Regions from separate parts of the Oryctolagus cuniculus genome. Here region 1 is linked to region 2. A link is a contact called in public Micro-C data. All regions are on one chromosome and are shown on one strand. Each heading gives the region's core, a stretch centred on a gene start, on an enhancer-like site or on the middle of the called end of the contact. The rest is flanking DNA. Distances are from core to core; before and after follow the strand shown.

The links. Hi-C and Micro-C count contacts between places; a contact is called where the count stands out from the background.
Region 1: a Micro-C map of ear pinna shows a contact between it and region 2, with 5 times the contacts expected there. The contact joins the promoter of SGK2 here to the promoter of GTSF1L in region 2. A contact is called at or near these places in 4 of 6 Hi-C or Micro-C datasets (ear pinna, embryonic fibroblasts, skin fibroblasts and 1 more).

What each region holds. Positions count from the first base shown.
Region 1 is chr11:15,384,401-15,390,549 of mOryCun1.1, reverse strand. SGK2 (serum/glucocorticoid regulated kinase 2) reads left to right here and starts at 4,538. Exons shown (of 14, transcript XM_008274453.4): 1 at 4,538-4,557. The coding sequence starts at 4,553. L3MBTL1 (L3MBTL histone methyl-lysine binding protein 1) reads left to right here. Exons shown (of 22, transcript XM_070051824.1): 17 at 388-487; 18 at 661-858; 19 at 965-1,014; 20 at 3,913-4,070; 21 at 4,495-4,557.
Region 2 is chr11:15,252,212-15,258,478 of mOryCun1.1, reverse strand. It overlaps GTSF1L (gametocyte specific factor 1 like), which reads right to left and starts at 3,280. Exons shown (of 1, transcript XM_002721064.5): 1 at 2,401-3,280. The coding sequence starts at 2,936. The coding sequence ends at 2,490.

The sequences.
Region 1 (6,149 bases), core at 3,289-5,788, 130 kb before region 2:
CTGCCACCGTGTTGATAGCTGATCCTTCTCGGATGTTTGCCGCCGAGCACGGGCAGAGCATACGAAAGGTTACCCAGGTCTCGGGGCCGAAGAGCGGGACAGGAACGGAGCGTAACGTGAACCTGCCTGCTGTGCCCGGACCAGCGCTAAGTTGATCTTTCCCCTAAGGGAGAGGATCTGAGGCTGAGGGCCTGGCTTGCAGGGTCCAGCGAAGTATGTGGGAGCCAAGGCGTCCTACCCTGCCTTGGGGCACCTGTGCAGTAGCAGGCGCTTGGGGAGCTCGTTCTGGTGCTGACCTACCCCGCGGAAGCTGCCCACCCCTGCCTTCAGTCCCCTCCCCCCACTGCCCAGGACCCTCTGCTGACTTTTTCCTTCCATCTCCTCCAGGGCCCAGGGAGCCCAGCGCTGCCTCCCCTGGGGACTGCGCCCCCGTGAGCTGTAGAAGCTTGCCGCCCGCCAGGACCTCCAAATACAGCTTCCACCACCGGTGAGAGAAGGCCTCCTGCTGGCACGCGCCCGGGCACTGCTCGGGGAGGGTCTCTGGCACATCTCCGTGCGGTGCACCAGGACTCACCTGCACATTCTCCAACACGGCCAGGGGTGGCAGGGCCCAGTGGGGCCAAGTGCATCCTACCCACCCCAGGCCCTCTTCTGCCCCAGAAAGTGCCCCACTCCTGGCTGCGACGGCTCGGGCCACGTCACAGGCAAGTTCACAGCTCACCACTGCCTCTCGGGCTGCCCGCTGGCGGAGAGGAACCAGGGCCGGCTGAAAGCGGAGCTGTCTGACTCGGAGGCCTCGGCCCGCAAGAGGAGCCTCTCCGGCTTGTCCCCAAGGAAGAAGCCTCGCCACCACGGCCGGTGAGGAGCCCGGGGAGGCAGGACCAGGGCTCTCTGGCTGTGGGGCTCATGCCCTGCTGGGCCAGGCATGGATCGCCTGCCGCAGACTCACTCCTTCTCTCCGCAGGATCGGACGCCCTCCAAAGTATCGGAAGATTCCACAGGAGGATTTCCAGAGTGAGTCCCGTCTCCCCCTCCCAGGGTCCAGGGCAAGTTCCACGGCTGGTGGGATGGCACGCCTGGGATGCCCTGAGCACCAGAAGCGGGCAGGGAGCTGTCTGTTCGTTAGAGATGCTCTGGGGGCATAGAGCAGTGGCAGCAGAGCTAGGGGCCTCAAATGACCTTGAGCTCCCACCTCGTGGTCCTGCTGTGCCAGGGCCTTGCTGTGAGTCTCTGGGAAAGACACACAGACCCTTTCTGGGCCACTGGCTCTCCCCACGAGGCAGGATAACACCCCGGGCCCTGCTCTTGGCCGACTCCAGGCTTCCTGGGAAGGAGGCCATCGCTGTCACTTTCTAGCTGTGTGAACTTGAACAAGCCACTTAACATCTCTGAGCCACAGTTTCCCGGGTAAAACGTGCCTCTCAAGTGTCACTACCTGACATGATGGTGGTTACTGCTCCACCTGCTCTCGGGTGGACGCTGTGTGGGTGCTCTTCACGTGTGGTTGCCAACTCTCGCAAGTGCCCTGTGCTGTATGTGACGTATGTGACAGGGAGGCGTGTGAGGCTCCGAGGGTAAAGTCACTGGCTCAAGATTGTTCACTGTGTAAGACACCAAGCTGGGATTGAAACTTGAGTCTGACTTCTGCCACCTGCTGCCGATACACCAGGCGGAAAAGCACCCAACTCAAACCTCGGTTCACTCCTCAATCCTTTGTATTAGTTTACACAGGTTGCTGTCACAAAACGCTATCACCTGGCTGGCTTAAGCGACAGAAATTTATTCCTCACACTCCTGGAGGCTGGGAGCGCAGGGCCAAGGTGTCAGCAGGGCGGTTTCTTTCAAGGCCCCTCTCCTTGGCTTGCAGGTGGCCACCTCCCAGCTGTGGCCCCACCTGGTCTTTTCCCTGTATGTGAGCACCCCACCACCACCATGTCTCATTGTATATCTAGATTTCCTCTTGCAAGGAGCAGCAGTCAGATCGGATTACAGCCCACCCTAATGGCCTTCATTTCACTCAGAGGCCCCTTCTCCAAACACACCAGCATTGTGAGGCGTGGAGTTAGTAGGAATTTTGCCAGGGACACGACATGTTCTGAGGGGAGGGCCAGAGCGAGCCTGTACTAGGTGGTGAGTTTATCTCGCGTCTTCAGCTGCTGGTGCAGGGCCTGCCACCCGGCAGGAACACTGGGCATCTTGTCTCGGTGGCATGGAAGGACATCATTTTAAGGCTAGAAGAGACCTTGGACACTCACCTGGTTCATTGCAGTTTCTGGGTTGGGCCCAGGCCACTCTGGTTCTTCAGGAACTGTTCTCTGATCCAGGCAGCGTGAGTGTGCACATAACACAGTGACGGGAAAACACAGCCCTGAAGTCGGATGGTGTTTTACAGGCTGGGAGACCTTGGGCAGGAGCACCACCTGTCCAAGGGCTGGCAGCATCAGCACCCGGCTCCTAGTGCTGCGGCTCTCTGCCCGGCACCCTCTTGCTGCCGTTCCACCCTCTTCTCTTGGTGGAGACAGAATTCCTGCAGCCTCAGGCCTGAGCGAGGATGAGGGGGCCAGGGCTTCTGAGGCTCTTGTGGGCGTGGGGGTGGGGGGCGGTCCCATTGGTCAGCTCCCATTGCAGGGCCAGCACATGACCACCAGAGGGCATCTGTCTACCGTGTGGTCTTCTGAGCAGTTAAGTCCTGGAGACTAAGACTGGCCCAGAGAGAGGAAGGAAGGAGGAGGCCAAGGCCTCTAGGTACTTCAAAGACAGAGCAGGGGACAGAGTCCGTGTGTCCACCTGCTGGCCTCTGGCAGAAGGCACACTGGCCACTCTGGGTTTTGTCCCCAGCGAGACATCTGCAGATAGGTCTCAGGGTGGGCTTGGACTTTGCTGGTGAGCTGCTCCACCCGGAGGCTTCCTGGCCAGCACAGGACTTGGCTCTGCCTGCCCTGTAGTCTTGGGAGTGTCCACTGTTTGAAGAAACCAGGGCGGCCGTTTCTGACCTGGTGCCAAGTAGGTTGCAGTTAGATAAGATGGCAGAACTGCCCACGAGAGCTCCTGGCCTGTGCTCTGGAGGAGAAAGAAATGGAGGGAGGTGCCCTGCAAACACCATGCTGTCCCCCAGAGCCCACCCAGGTTGCAGGCAGGACCCTGGGCAGGGTGCGGTCAGGAGGCCCAGCCTGTGGCAGGTGGATGAGGTTGCTGTGCTGGGTCCCACAGGAGATCCTGGTGTGTCCCGGGGGCTGTGGGGCTGGCTGGCAGTGCAGAGGGAGCAGCCTTGGGTGATACTGCAGTGGGGCAGTTGGGGCCCCGGGCGGGCACTCTGGCTTGGGCCTGGGGGCAGACAGGGCCCAGGGAGGGAGAGTCACAGAGCAAAGTGGTCAGGCGGGCTCCTGATGAAGCCAGAGAGGCTAGGGCTGGTGTGCAGGTGTCGATGCAGACCAAGCTGGTGGGAGTGGCAGGAGAGAGGCACTGGGGCCTGGGACAGCGGCAGCAGCCATGCGGTGGGACAACTGCGATTCTGAATCAGAAGCATTCCAGCTCGGAGACAGCCGTCCGGGGCCCAGAAGGTCTTAGGAAGGGAAGGGCAGGCGGAGGACCTCTAACGTCAGGGCTGGGCTTGTTTGGGTTTGGGGGACCGTTTGGATGCAAGGTGTGCAGCAGCCTACAGACAGCAAGCATCCTTGTGGGCCCCTGTGTGACACAGCCTCAGAGAGGCGGGGTGAGGGGTCGCCCCAAGTAACTGGCCTGCAAGTCTGCACTGAGGGACCCACTTTACCAGGAGGCGCAGTCAGGAGACACGATGACGCCCCTGGACTCACAGGATCTCGGGAGAGGCCCCAGGGTCCTGTGTGCTCCGCCCACTGAGCAGGCATCCGGGACGGGATGGCTGGGGCCTGCCAGCCTCCCTCTGCCTTGCAGCGCTCACTCCCGATGTCGTGCACCAGTCCCTCTTCACGTCGGCCCTGGCGGCCCACCCGGACCGCTCACTGTCCGTGTGCTGGGAGCAGCACTGCAAGCTCCTGCCTGGGGTGGCGGGCATCTCGGCCTCGACAGTCGCCAAGTGGACCATCGAGGAGGTGAGGAGTGAGAGTCCCTCCCTCATCTGCCTCCTGCCCCTCTTCTCCCCTGGCGGGAAGGCTCAGGAGAACCCCTGGTCTGGGTAATCAGGGACCCAGGACCCCTCCCGACCCGAGCTCCTGCTCATTCCTTCTGGCTGCCTGGCAGGGGCTGATGGAGACACTGTCCTCTGATAGGCCCAGACTGTGGGTGGGGGGTGTGGCCTGTGCCCACAGCAATCCCGCAAGGGAGTCAGGCCTCAGCCATGCGTCTCGGGAGTGAGGAGCCTCACCTCGCCCACACGCCAGCCCAGAGATGGGGCTGGCGAGCAGAAGCGGCAGTGGCACAGCCCCGAGGGCACTGAGGCCACACGGGCTCAGGCCAGCTGCACGCACACACTCCCAAGCCCCAGCCCCTTGTCAGCCTGCTCCTTTGGTTCCCCAGGTCTTCGGCTTCGTTCAGACCCTGACAGGTTGCGAGGACCAAGCACGCCTCTTCAAAGATGAGGTAAGGTGTGAGTGCGGAGCAGGGGCCGGAGGCAAGGCCACTGTGTCCTCGAGGCGGCAGGAAGCAGGTGCCCTCCTCAGCACTGCTGCGGCCCAACTACTCACAGAGACCCGTGTGTCTGGGGGAAGTCTGGCCCAGCCTGGGGACCCTGTGTGTTCAGCGTCATCTTTAGGAAGGAAAACACACCCTGGAGACAGGACTCGCTTCACTTCTCTGCTCTGTCTTCTATTTGCCAGACTTATCTTAACCTGTCAACAAATTAAACTGATTTGAATGGCTCAGGCAATTCTGTCTACTGCAAAGATCCTAACACACACTTAAAAGCAGACCTGATTGCTTATGAAGATGAGAAGCAGTGAGTTGTGGATGAAAGAATGCTGGCTTGGGAGCCTGGGTTGGGATCCCAGGTCTGCTGATGCATTCCTTGTCTCTGGGCCTGTGTCTTCCTGACTATAAACAGTGGTATACTGAGGACTGCCCTGTAGGGCCACTGTCAGCCCTGGAAATGAAGAATGAGACGTTGTATTAGAACATCTAGTGTAGTGACATCGCTAGCGTGTTTGTGTGTGTATATGCAATAGCAATATTATTGAGTAACATGTAAATCATATTCCTATACCAGAATGCCTGATACAGTGAGGTAATAAATGGTAATTCTGACTTTTAAAGAGATTTATTTATTTATTTGAAAGTCAGAGTTACAGAGACAGAGAGAGAGATCTTCCAACTGCTAGTTCACTCCCCAGATGGCTGCAACGGCCAGTGCTGAGTCAGGAGCTGCATCTGGGTCTTTCACGAGGGTGGCAGGGGCCCAAATACTTGGTCCATCTTTCACTGCTTTTCCCAGGCCATTAGCAGGGTGCTAGATAGGAAGTGGAGCAGCCAGGACATGAACTGGCACCCATATGGGATGCTGGCATTGTAGGTGGTGGCTTTACCCACTAGGCCACAACACTGGCCCCATCTGAATTTTTTTTAAAAGATTTATTTGTGTATTCATTTGAAAGAGTGACTGAGAAAGAGGGCAAGACAGTGAAGGAGGGGCCGGCGCTGTGGCGTAGTGGGTAAAGCTGCTGCCTGCAGTGCCAGTATCCCATATGGGCGCCATTTCGAGTCCTAGCTACCCCACTTCTGATCCAGCTCTCTGCTATGGCCTGGAAAAGCAGTAGAAGATGGCCCAAGTCCTTGGTCCCTGCACCCGTGTGGGAGACCTGGAAGAAACTCCTGACTCTTGGTTTCAGATTGGTGCAGCTCCAGCTGTTGTGGCCAATTGGGGAGTGAACCAGCAGATGGAAGACCTCTCTCTCTCTCTCTCTCTCTCTCTCTCTCTCTCTTTGCCTCTCCTCTCTCTGTGTAACTCTGACTTTCAAATAAATAAATAAATAAATAAATCCATTTTTTTTAAAAAAAGGACAGTGAGGGAGAGAGAAATCTTCCATCCTCTGGTTTATCCCTCAAATGGCTGCCACAGTCAGGGCTGGGCCAGGGTGAAGCCAGGAGCCTGGAACTCTGGGTCTCCCATGTGGATGGCAGGGGCCCAAGCACTTGAGCCATCTTCTGCTGCCTTCCCAGGTGCATTAGCAAGAAGCTGA
Region 2 (6,267 bases), core at 2,031-4,530:
GTGTGTTTGTGGATGTGTCACCCCTGCTTGTGGGTGAAGAAACCGGCAGAGACGTCTGGGAGCCGACAGGTGGTCAGGTGGGGATTCCGCCCCGCACAGGACGGTCCAGAGTCCATTCTTGTCTCCATCATGATGCCTTTCACTCTGCGTCACATTTCTCATTCTGAAATCACTTCAGAAGTTTTGCAATGATAGAGTGAGGCGTTCCCAGATGCCCTTCCTCTAGTCTCCCACAATGTTAACATCTTTAAAAACTACAGCACCTTTATCAAAGCTGAGATTCAGATTGGTACAATATTAACTCCACCTCAACATTTGTATGGATTTCACCACTTCCGTGAATGTCTTCTCCATTCCCAGAATTCCATATTGCCTTTACTATATGTACAGAGAGAACGGCAAGATGGCAGATTTGTATAAAAGAGTAAATTTGCCCGTCACCTGGCTGTGACGGTGGTTACATCCTGACCTGGTTGGTTCATTCACGTCTCAAGCCAGACTTCTCTTGTCCTGCTCCTGTTGGCCCCGTAGGTTGTAGGCACACAAGCATGCCCTCCACGTCCCTTTGTTTTGCCTCTGTGACAATTCTCTAGTTTATTTATTAGTCATCTGGTTTCTAAGGCCAACACTCAGAACTCCTTCATAAGAATTTCCTTCCCCAAGAAGTCTTTTAATGCTTTGAGGAAACAGGGCAAGGGATCAAAGGCAGTGGGTTACCACGACTTAGGGACATAGTGGCTAGGATTTCCTTATGAAAAGACTCCGTCACACTTCAGGCTTCTACCTTCTTCTTCTTCTTTTTTTTTTTTTTTTAAGATTTATTTATTTGAAAGGCAGAGTTACAGAGAGGCAAACAGAGAGAGAGAGGGAGAGAGAGAGAGGGAGGGGTCTTCCATCTGCTGGTTCACTCCTCAGATGGCCACATCGATTGGAGCTGCACCAATCCGAAGAAGCCAGGAGCCAGAAGCTTCTTCTGGGTCTCCCACCTGGGTGCAGGGGCCCAAGCACTTGGGCCATCTTCTGTTGCTTTCCCAGGCCACAGCAGAGAGCAGGATTGGAAGTGGAGCAGCTGGGACTTGAACCAGCGCTCATATGGGATGCCAGCACTGTAGGCAGTGGCTTAACCTGCTACGTCACAGCGCCAGCCAGCTCCTACCTTCCATTTTTTAAAAATACGTATTTGAGGGGTGAGCATTTGGCCCAGTGACGTTAGAGTCCCTGGGTTCCTGCCAGTGCAGACGCTGGGTGGCAGCAGTGAGAGTTCAAGTGGTTGGGTCCCTGCCACCCTTGCTGGGGACATGGACTGAGTTCCCAGCTCCTGCTTTGGCCCGGCTCAGCCTTGGCTGTTATGGGATTTGGGAGTGAACCAGAGGATTGGGAGATGTCTCTTTCTGTGTATTTAAACACGTACATAAATAAATAATGTATTTTAGTTTTCTGCCAGATAACCCTTTCCCATGTATTCACACACCAAAGGTGCTAGAGGATGTACAGACAGGAGGGGTCTCTTTGCCCAGTCCTGCTGTGAACTCACTGTCTTCCTGGGGATGGCCGCTGTCAGTTCCTGGTGAGGAGGTAAGGGGAGCCCTCTGTAAGGGGAGCCCATGGCAAACGTTTTAGACTCCTCTTCTGATGTGTGCTTGGAGAAAAAGCCCAGGCAAGCACAAGTGTTGCCCACAGCTCCACAGAAACAGTGGCTGAGCGGGCAGACTGCTCCAGACATGGCTGCTATCTTAAGCCACACCCAGCCCTGCCTTCATTGGTTTGCCTGCTACCTGTGGCTGCTATGGCGGGGCCCAGTAGTTGCCACCGATACCACGTGGGTGGCAAACCCTAAAATGTTTGCTCTCTGGCCCTTTACCGAAAATGTGTGCTGACCTCCGAGTTAGGCAGTAGGCCTTAGCCTTGCCAGGGCCGTGCGGACAGCGGGTCGTGCCCGATGTCATGGTGTGGCCACCCCGGACCCTCCTGACTGAGCTTTTCTGATCCGCTGACAGCGTTGCAGTGAGTCCCCCGTACCTGCTCGCCTTCCGCGTGTGTGGAGGTGTGACGGTGCTCCCGAAAGCTCATGGAAAATGGAATTAAAAGATAAGCTTGTTTTGGAGCAAAAGGTTTTTGAAATCCAGGCATAGTTTTTCCCTAATACACATTTTCCCTGAACTTTGTGAAGCCCCGTCGTATTTACAAGACAAAATCCTAGGAGTGGACTCACCCAGTCCAACACTAGGTGCATGGATCACTTCACAGCTGTCACGGGACTGCCCCCAAGGAGGGGGCGTCACCTTCCATCCTGCCCCTGCTCTCCCAGGGCCCATTTCACCCCACCTCTGCCTGCAGAATATTTTGAAGCCTTTGGCTCTTTACCAATATGCTAGATGACCAAAGAAAAGATCTCCAGGGTGGAGCACTTTGCATGCCCTTTATTCCAATGAGTTGCATATCATCGCTCATGCATGTGGCAGGTGCGTGATTCTTCCTTCCCGGGCACCTTACTGTCCTGGTCTGAGGATCTTCTGGGGGTTGGTCTCTTTCTCTGACTCTCTCGCGTCACTTTCACAAACCAGCTTTTGTGGGACAAAAGTCTTCAGGACAAACATCGGGTGGCAGTTAGCGCCGTCGACATTCCAGATGTCAGAGTTGGAAAGCCAGGGGGAGACCTGCAGGGGGTCGTCTTCCTGCTGTGGGCCTGGGAGACCACCTTTCAGAGGGCTCAAGCTGTCGTCTTCCTCCAGGGAGCTTCTGTTGATGCAGGAAGCCTCGTGCTCCTCCAGCTTTCTGATGGGGACCACGTGGCAGGCGTTGTATTTGCAGCTGGCCATCTTTTTGGCTTTTTTGGGGTTCTTTCTCCTGCATGATGCCAGGTGGTACTGGAATCTGCTGAGGGGAATCCGGTGGTGCGGATCGTAAGGGCAAATTTCTAAGGCTTCTGGCTCCATGAGGAATTGTTCTCAAAGCACAGTGTCTTCACTGCCCAGAGTCTAAGAGAAGTGTCCCCCGAGGAAGAGTCCTCCTGTGAGAAGGATGGAGTCGTCCTCTGCCGCTGTTGGCCCTTGGAACTTTGTAGGCAACGCTCTGGACCACGAGTGGCAGGTTAGGAGAGGCACCGGGGGTTGTTGGAAGCAGCTAGGCAGAGACCAGAGCTAGCCAATGGCACTTGACACGGAAGAACTCTATGGAGCAGGTGTAAGGGCCAGAACACCATCTCAGCTGCACAGGGAGGTGAAGGAGATAGGCACCCACCCCCGGCCTGGACTGGCAGAGACACGCTGTGTGATGTCAGGGCCGGTCACAATGGGCAGCTTACATCAGCAGGAGAAGGTCACTTCCTGTTTGCCTCGGGGGAGGGGCTAGTGGCTTGGGGGTGCTGCTGTTCAAAGCCAGTCATGGCATCTGTGTTGTCCTTTAAATCTAACTGCCCGTGCTAGTTTAATCTAATTTCCGATTTATCTGGATTTAAATCTACCACCTGTTTTGTGCTATCTTGTCTTTGTCTTATTTTTCTCTCCTTCCTTCCCTCTTTTAAACAATTCAAAAATTTTTTTCCATATTTTCCCACTATTTTGTGCACCCTCTTCCTCCACACATTGCAACACTCATGGGTAACTGACCAGAGCTTGAAGTTAATAAATGTTTTGCCTTCTTTCTGGGTAATGGAGGGGCTTCTCTTCACTTATGCCCCTCTTGACCCCTCATTCCCTATATGAGTTCTCAAAAACTAATGGGAAAATGTGTTTTATGAAACAAATATGCTTGGATTTTGGATATTTTTGTGCCAACATAAGCTTTTTTTTTTTAAAAAAAGATTTATTTATTTTACTTGAAAGTCAGAGTTACACAGAGAAGGAGAGGCAGCGAGGCAGTGAAAGAGAGAGAGAGAGAGAGAGGTCTTCCATCCTCTGGTTCACTCCCAATTGGCCGCAACGGCTGGAGCTGCGCCGATCCGGGGCCAGGAGCTTCCTCAGGGTCTCCCACGCAGGTGCAGGGGCCCAAGGGCTTGGGTCATCATCTTCTGTTTTCCCAGGCCATAGCAGAGAGTTGGATCAGAAGTGGAGCAGCCAGGACTTGAACCGGTGCCCATATGGGATGCCAGCACTGCAGACAATGGCTTTACCCGCTATGCCACAGCGCCGGCCCCAACATAAACTTTTAATTTCACTTTTTTGTGATCTTTTTGAAATGCCCTCGCATCTTAAGCTTAATTAGAACTTCCCTAGGCACTGTGGCTGCTGTCGCTGTCCTGGGTTTGTCTGTGCCCGACCTCCTGCTCCCTGCTGGCTCTCTGCTCCCCTGATCTCACGTTCCAGACCTTCCATGTTGGATCGCCTTAGTGTTAACTTTCAGAGTCGCTTCTAGACACACTCTGGTTCTGTTGTCTGACAGCTCTATTTCACTCATTCTTTTTCTTAAAAAGTTATTTATTTGAAAGAGCATCAGAGAGAGAGGGAAAGACAGAGATCTTTGATCTGCTGGTTCACTCCCCAAATGGCAGCTATGACCGGGAGTGGACCAGGCTGAAGCCAGCAGCCAGGAATTTAGTTCTGGTCTCGTGTGTGTGTGTGTGTGTGTGTGTGTGTGTGTGTGTGGCAGGGGGCAGGGACCCAACTACTTGCACCATCACCTGCTTCCTCCCAGGGTGTGCATAAGCACGAAGCTGGAATTGGAAGCAGAGCAGGACTCAAACTCAGGCACTCTGCTGTGAGACGTGGTATTGTAAGGAAAAGGGGTGCAGATTGGTGCCGCCTCACACAAGGCTCCAAAGGGTGTCTTTAAGATGGGAGCTGGGTGGTCGTGAAAGCTGTGTCGGATGTCACCAGAGCCGGAAGCCTGCCCGGGTCCAGTTCTGCAGGTTTCCTGTGGTGCACGCTGGTCACCTTGACGACTTCTGTTCATCTTCCCTGAGCAGTGACTAGTGGGATTTCCCAATGCCAAGCATCAGGGAGGTTTCTCCAGGTCCCTCGGGACACCGTAGTCAGAGCCAAGCCAGGCTCTATGGACCTGGGTGAAGCTGGTCCTCGGGGTTGTCTTCCTTGGCCTCTCACTCTGCTGAGGCCTGGAGTAGCCTGTTATAGTCTCCTCGGGGCGGGAGGAGTGGTTTAGTCCATGCATTCTTCCCTGGGGTTGGCTGGGGGGAGTGGTTTAGTCTACCCATGCTCCCCTGGGGTTGGAGTCCTTTGGCATTGCCGCCTAATGTGGAAAGCACTTCCTATAAACATGGGTGGGTCCTGCTGCCATCTCTTGCCCCACACAGGGCTGAACCAGAGTCCACATGGAGGCCATTGGCACATTTCTCAAGGCATGTGTTGTTTCAGCGGCCTCTGACATTCTGCTTGTGTCTCTGGTTTTAGATTTTCATCTAAAAATTGGCCTTGACCCAAGTACTTGGGGTCCTGCCACCCATGTGGGAGACCCAGATGGAGTTCCTGGCTCCTGGTTTTAGCCTGTTCTAGCCTTGGTTGTTGAGGGTATTTCAGTGAACCAGAGAGTGGATCCATCTCTCTCTCTGTCTCCCTGCCTCTTTGTCACTCTGTCTTTGAAATAAAAATAACATCTTAGAAGAAAATTAAAATTGGCCTTGAGTTCCCCATTGCTAAACTGTTTCTTGAGATCTAAGTGATAGTTCACCATAGCCAGGACTGAGAATCAACCTAGGTGTACATACCTGGATGGATGGACACAGTGGAATGGTATTCAGCCGTTAAAAACAATGAAATCCTGACATTTGCAGTAGAACGAATGGAACTTGAGATTACGTTAGCTAAGGCAAGCTTTCGTATGTGCAGTTTTCTTTAATGATTAACCTGAACCTAACAGTGATAACTAGAGGCTGGAAAGTGCCGGGTAGGGGTGGGGGAAGCTTGGCTAAGGGAACCAGGACACAGTCGGGTGAAGACTGCAGGTTCTGGTGTTCTGCAGGGCACTGGGGTGACTCCAGGTCACAGTCAAGTATTGTATTCTGCATAGAGAACTGGTAGCAGAGCCGGTAGGCGCCAAACACAAGAGCTGTAAAAACAGGCTGATTGCCTGATGTGATTGATTTATGTGTTTCTCTGCATTGAGACAATGCACTGCACCTTATCAACAGTGTACGCGTGTTACCAGAAATCTGGTCCTTGTCAGTGGTGCTGAATTAGAATAACGAGAATGGGGGGCTGGCACTGTGGTCTAGCCAGTAAAGCCACCACCTGCAGTGCTGGCATCCCATGTGGGCGCTGGTTCAAGTCCTGGCTGCTCCACTTCCCATCCAGCTCTCTGCTGTGGCCTGGGAAG